2 separate regions of the Mus musculus genome follow, and region 1 is linked to region 2. A link is a contact called in public Hi-C data. All regions are on one chromosome and are shown on one strand. The core of a region is the stretch at or near the end of the contact, and the rest is flanking DNA. Distances in the headings are between cores, read along the strand shown.

The links. A called contact is a pair of places that touch in the nucleus more often than the background predicts.
Region 1: a contact with region 2 is called in a Hi-C map of conventional type 1 dendritic cells, with 1.8 times the contacts expected there. The contact joins the promoter of Slc6a20a here to the enhancer-like site in region 2. A contact is called at or near these places in 1 of 39 promoter capture datasets (HPC-7-derived erythroid cells), 2 of 484 Hi-C or Micro-C datasets (conventional type 1 dendritic cells and female germline stem cell-derived STRA8 germ cells), 1 of 115 datasets of contacts at active chromatin or transcription factors (embryonic stem cells) and 3 of 9 other capture datasets (adipose tissue, liver and pancreatic islet).

Annotation. Positions count from the first base shown.
Region 1 is chr9:123,677,388-123,680,144 of GRCm38.p6, forward strand. Slc6a20a (solute carrier family 6 (neurotransmitter transporter), member 20A) reads right to left here and starts at 1,445. Exons shown (of 11, transcript NM_139142.2): 1 at 1,299-1,445. The coding sequence starts at 1,419.
Region 2 is chr9:123,596,225-123,598,924 of GRCm38.p6, forward strand. It overlaps Slc6a20b (solute carrier family 6 (neurotransmitter transporter), member 20B), which reads right to left. Exons shown (of 11, transcript NM_011731.4): 8 at 2,187-2,391; 9 at 1,003-1,162. Among named protein-coding and RNA genes, the nearest start is that of Slc6a20b, 35 kb to the right of the region's middle. Within about 2 kb of position 1,352, at least 4 of the 459 cell types and tissues checked have an H3K27ac peak or open chromatin away from gene starts, as enhancers often do. A contact at or near this core is called in conventional type 1 dendritic cells, where this site is marked.

The DNA.
Region 1 (2,757 bases), core at 195-2,694, 81 kb after region 2:
GTTGAATTGATTTTGATCTGGCTGGAGTGACAGGAGGAGGGAGGGTTAGATTTTCTTAAACAAGTTAAATTCTGTAATACATTAATATTTTTTACTGTCCTGATATCGAGAACTAATGTGCTGATTAGCTTTCTCTCCACCCATACACAAACACATGCTATTAGATCTCTCCTCCCATGTATACACAAACATGCTGTTAGGTAAATAAGAGCCACCCAGAAAACTATTGATAACACTTGAAATTTTTTTTTCATTTTCCTTTTCTCTGAATGGTTTTAAGCACAAGTGCTTAAAAATGTTTTACAGTTTTGAATATGACTTCACCTGCCTCCACTTATCACATGATAACACTATTAAGATAAAATTCTATTAAAACTTTACCTTTATGGCTGCCAAGGATGTTCCACAACTTACTGAACCAATATTTTTTTTTTTTCTGAATGGCTTAGCAAGTTTCTCACATTTTGATCTTATTAAAGGCGGTAGCCATGCTATTTTCTGTCTCTGTTCATATGCTGCGTTTTCCTTTAGATGAGGTTTTAGAAAATGGAATTGAAGAGGGAGGTTTTTATGCTGAGACTTACTTCCTTCATGCCATACTGACCCCAGAACGGTACTTGGACTTCGGAAAGTCCCAGTCCCAGAGTTCTCAGCTCTTTTCCCTGCTTTAGCGGGTGCAGGGTGAGGTGTCTGTCCCACCCTTAACCCCCAGTTTCTCCCCTAGGTCAGAGGAAACATTTATAAAAACAAAACAGCAGAACCAAGAAACTAATTCTCCGGGCACGGAATTATTTGTTTTTCCCTCCTGTGATTCCAAGCCCAAACTAAGTCTTCACATCTACAAACCGATCCTTTTTATTAAGAAAAAGTAAAAGAAATCGCTCACGATCCGTTTGACTGGTGTTTCAACTTGCGGTCGGGAACTTAAATTTCGGAACTGCAAGTTGCACGACAAGTTCCTGATAAACAATTTAGTGTCCTCTTTCACACCTCTGTAGACGGCACCGCACCTTTCCTCCCGGGACAGCAGGTTCCCCGCCGGCGCCGCCCTGCACCTGCTGGAGCCACAGTTCGGACTCGGGACCGCGAGGGTCAATTTCTTAGGGCGACAGTCCCCGCGCCGCGGCGTTCTCGGTTACAGGGGCCACCCGCCCTTGAACTTGAAGCGCGTGGGACCGAACACTTGGCCGAGCTGGGGTGTTCGGGACAGAACGCCACCCCGAGCGGAGGCTCGCGGGCCGGAATGCCACCGCCGCTCGGCGTCCAGGCACCCGGCGGTCCCGCCTGTGCGCACTCACCTCCGCCGTACATCTGGCACAGGTAAGGGAAGCGCCACACGTTGCCCAAACCCACGGCGTAGGAGATGCAGGCGAACACGAACTGCAGCGGATGGCCCCACTGAGGCCGTGCCTTCTCCATGTCCCGAGCTCGCTGCTCCCCGTCAGGGCCTGGTCTCTGGCCGCCGCCGCTCGCCCGCCTTTTAATTGCTAATCTCATTAACGCGCGCGCGGGGCGAGGCCGGTGAGTGGGGAACGGTGAGCCCCACCCTAGCCTCGGCGGGCGGGGAAGGCGCCCCTCCTTGGCCCTGCGTGTGGACTTCAGAGCTCGGGGAAAGGATCATGTTTCCTCAACTTCTTACTGATTAATCGATGACAATACTATATGCCTGGCACTGCTGTGCTGCGGGAAGACACAGCAACCCCACCCCTCCAGGGCTCACATTCAGGTGGCGGGAACATTTAAATACCACGGAGTGACTCGTTCTTAACTTCTTTTGACCCACTGGGGTAATTTCCTTTAATTAATACCACCCAGTTCACCTAAGTCGGTGATGCAGGGGCAATTTAGGTAAAGCAGAGAGAGAGACAAGTCCTAGAGACAGACAGGGATCCAGGACTTCCCAGAGGAGAGATGACTTTTGCACAGAGAGGGTGGGTGTGGAGATTCAGAGGCAGATCACTCTCCTAGCACTTCTGAGACCCTGAGTTTGATCCTAGCACACATGGGAGACTTAAGGGTCTCCAACTACCGGCCCTTGCCTGCACCTGTAGTGTGGGCAGAATCAGGTTTTGAACAGCTGCCTTGAGGCCAATGGGAGTCAGAGATTCTCTTCCCTGGGCCAGGTGGAAACCCAAGAATTCTCATGTTTTTGCCAGTCCAACAAGAAGATATAAATGAACCTAACTCAGTAAAGTTTGGTACAGTGATGCAGGATCTGTTGTTTGCGTCTATATTCCACCACAGACTAAATTCTGTGACTTGGCAAGCCATTTAACATCTTTGACCTTGTTTCATCTGTAATAGAAAAAAAATCTGCCCCAACCTATCCTAGGACTTTTAACCTTAAAACAGTAAAGAAAGCAAAGTCACAACACAGTGGAAGAAACTCTAGATTCTTAAGCTTTAGTATATATATATATACTAAATATATATATTTCCTGCATCCTCCTATGTCTAGTTCCAGTCTTGTTGGTGGACATTTGTGTTGTCCAGTTTGTGGCTACTATGAATAGAACCAAAGTGAACATTCTAATATGGCAGGTAGATGGACTATTAGGAACTTTGGGACTATGTGCGGCATCAAAAAATATCAGTTCACATTCTCATTAATCCCAGCTGCTCTGCATCTTTACTGTCATTCCACAGACTGTTTTTTGTTTTAACAAAGCAAAACAAAAACAAGCATTTATTGGGACCAGGTGCCATGGCATGAGTGGAGGTCAGAGGTCAGAGCAAGTGGTCTTACCATCTTGCTGG
Region 2 (2,700 bases), core at 102-2,601:
GGGAGAGCCTGGAGGGAGGGGCTCCGGATCCATACCCTCTGCACTTAGGAAGATGCTATTCTGGTTACCAGTGATCTTTGAGTGTGACCCTGAACCTGTCTGATCCCTTCCTTTCCTGGGGGAGGTGTTGTGGAAAAGAGAAAAGGGCTGATGCTGCCTAAGGGGAGAATGACCAAGAAGGAAGGGATCATGGGGCATCTCCCCAGTGTTGGCCTTCATAGGAAGGCTCCTGATGTGGACCTGAGGGTAATTCCTGGAGAAGATGGAGCCAGGGTGCATGGTGGAGGGGGATGCCAGTTTCCTCAGTCCACAGGGCAAGGATGACATTGCCACTCTGCCCACCCACCCACTCTGTCCATTAGTGATGATGAGTCCAAGTATTCTCTACTCCTCCTTGAGATGGCCTCAGAACAGGCACTTTGTGTTTGGAAGAGCAAGTAGAGTGGAGCAGTAGAGAAGAGGTTGTGAAGGGCTCTCTCTTCCCCTCCTCACAGGATGACTAAAAGAACAAGATCCTAGACTAGTGGTTCTCAGCATGTGGTCCCCGGAAGACCAAGGAAAGTGCTAGACATATCAATTATTGCACTTTCTCCCAGACTTTAGCCAGACCCCTAATGAAGGAGGTCCTGTAATCTTCATTTCATTGGCCACCAGTTTGAAAGCTCTATGTGACATTTTTGGCTCCGATGCATACTTCATCACTTGGAAGACTAAAAACATCCCAGTGTTGGACAGGGTTCTTGAAAATCCCCAATGATCAAAGTATCTAAGCCTGGAGGCTGAGTCCCTGATCAGAAAGCATGCCATGATAAAAAGTGTAGAACAGGAAATAGAAAGAGGCTGTTGGATGCAGGCCAACTGAGGAAGCAAGAGATGAATGAGATCTGAAGGCAAAGAGGCATCTAAAAGGGACATGCCTATTGAGGAAGGATGGTTTTCTTATAAGTGTGGCCCTGCAGCTTAGCTACCCCATGTAGAAGGCAGGGTCTGAGGTCGCCTTACCTCTTTAGCCCATACACATAGCACACAGCTATGGTCTCTACCAGCACAATGAGCAGCAGAGACAGCGTGGCTGTATAGTCATTGAATAGGTCAAACCAGTAGTTCCCAGCCTCCATGGTGAACACCATGCCAATGGCACAGTTGAGGAGGCATACCAAACCTGGAAGACAAGATCACTGCTCATCTCTCCGAGTCTCCCTACTCTCATCTCACATTATTTGCCAGCAGGAGCTACAGGTCCCTAGGTGTACTTTAAAGGGTAGGTTCACTGACATGAGCTATAGGAGCTGCTCTTTAGGGGATGTCAGTTCATGGAAAAAGGAACTAGGGACAGTATATACAACTGGGCTGCAGAGACCCAGTCCCGGGAAGGATGCCAAGTGCTAGGAGAGTCTGAGTAAAGAGAGTGTAGCTTTCAGTGAGTGGTCAGAACATGAAGACTGGATTACCCATCTTGTTTTACCCATCTTGGATATGGAGTTACAGAATCATCAGAGGCAGAGGTGTCTGGCCACAGAATTCTCATGACCCTGGATGGGTGCATGAGAGTGAAGTTAATGGTAGCCATCATGGGAAAGGCTTTACTAACAACCTCACAGTCAAAATGCATGAGGAAGTGGTATGTGCTCTCACAATGAATGATTTATCAGACAAGACCAGGGACTGACAACTGCACAGTGCAGCTATCTCACTGACAGGTTTTGAGTGTTGACAGCAGGCCTACAGTATCTTTGTAAATGACCTTTCAAGAGCAGAGGCAAACACAAGTAGCATTAGAAGTCAGAAAAGGGTGATCTGATTGGGGGCTTGTTGCCTGGAGAGTATGTGGAAGGAGCTCCTGGCCTGGGAACAGGACTCACCTTAGGAAATGGACAGTTTATGACTGTTGTCCTTCAATTAAAACAAAAACAGATGGGGGCTCTCAAAGCCTGGAAACCTGAGTGCAGGCTGGGGAGTTAGCCTTTGCCCAAGGGTGGGCTGACCGACCACCCTACTTCCCTGGGATGGGGTGTGTTTCTAGTCCATCTCCAGGGCTGAGTAGGACACAGTACAGGAACACAGACTCCTAGAGCCTGCTTCTGGAGTTGGCTTAGAAGCACAAGGCTCTTGAGGAAACCATTCTGCCAATTGCCTTACATTTCCCTGCCCACCCATACCCTCCCTCCTCAGCAGTGTGTCCTGACCTGAAATGGCCTCCTTGGGCAGGTAGCTGGAGATGATCTTGCTGTCAGTCAGAGGGGTGAGGATGGCCGTTCCTGTCCCCACCATGCTTCCCATACCCAGTGTTAGCAACATGAAGAAGTAGAGCACTGACCAGAGCTGGGAAACTTCCATGTTTTTAATGGCCTCAGTGTAGACGATGAAGGCCAGGCCTGTGCCCTGGACAGCCTGAGAGTGGTAAAATGATAGTAGTTATTACCTTGATAGTCTTTTTAACAAATGTGTTCAGTGTCAGGACCTGGGCTGAAGTAAAGGAAACAGGTGTGGCCAGCTCCAAGGTCCTGAGAATCAACTATACTGGCTCAAAAAAGCTAGCCAACACACACACACACACACACACACACACACACACACTGTGATGAACCCTGCATTACCCCTTCCTATCCCTCTTACATTTTAGATAAAATATTACAAAATTGTATTTGAGTCTTTGTTTCCAGTGCCAGAACTGAGAAAGTGTGATGGGCCCTGTGTGGT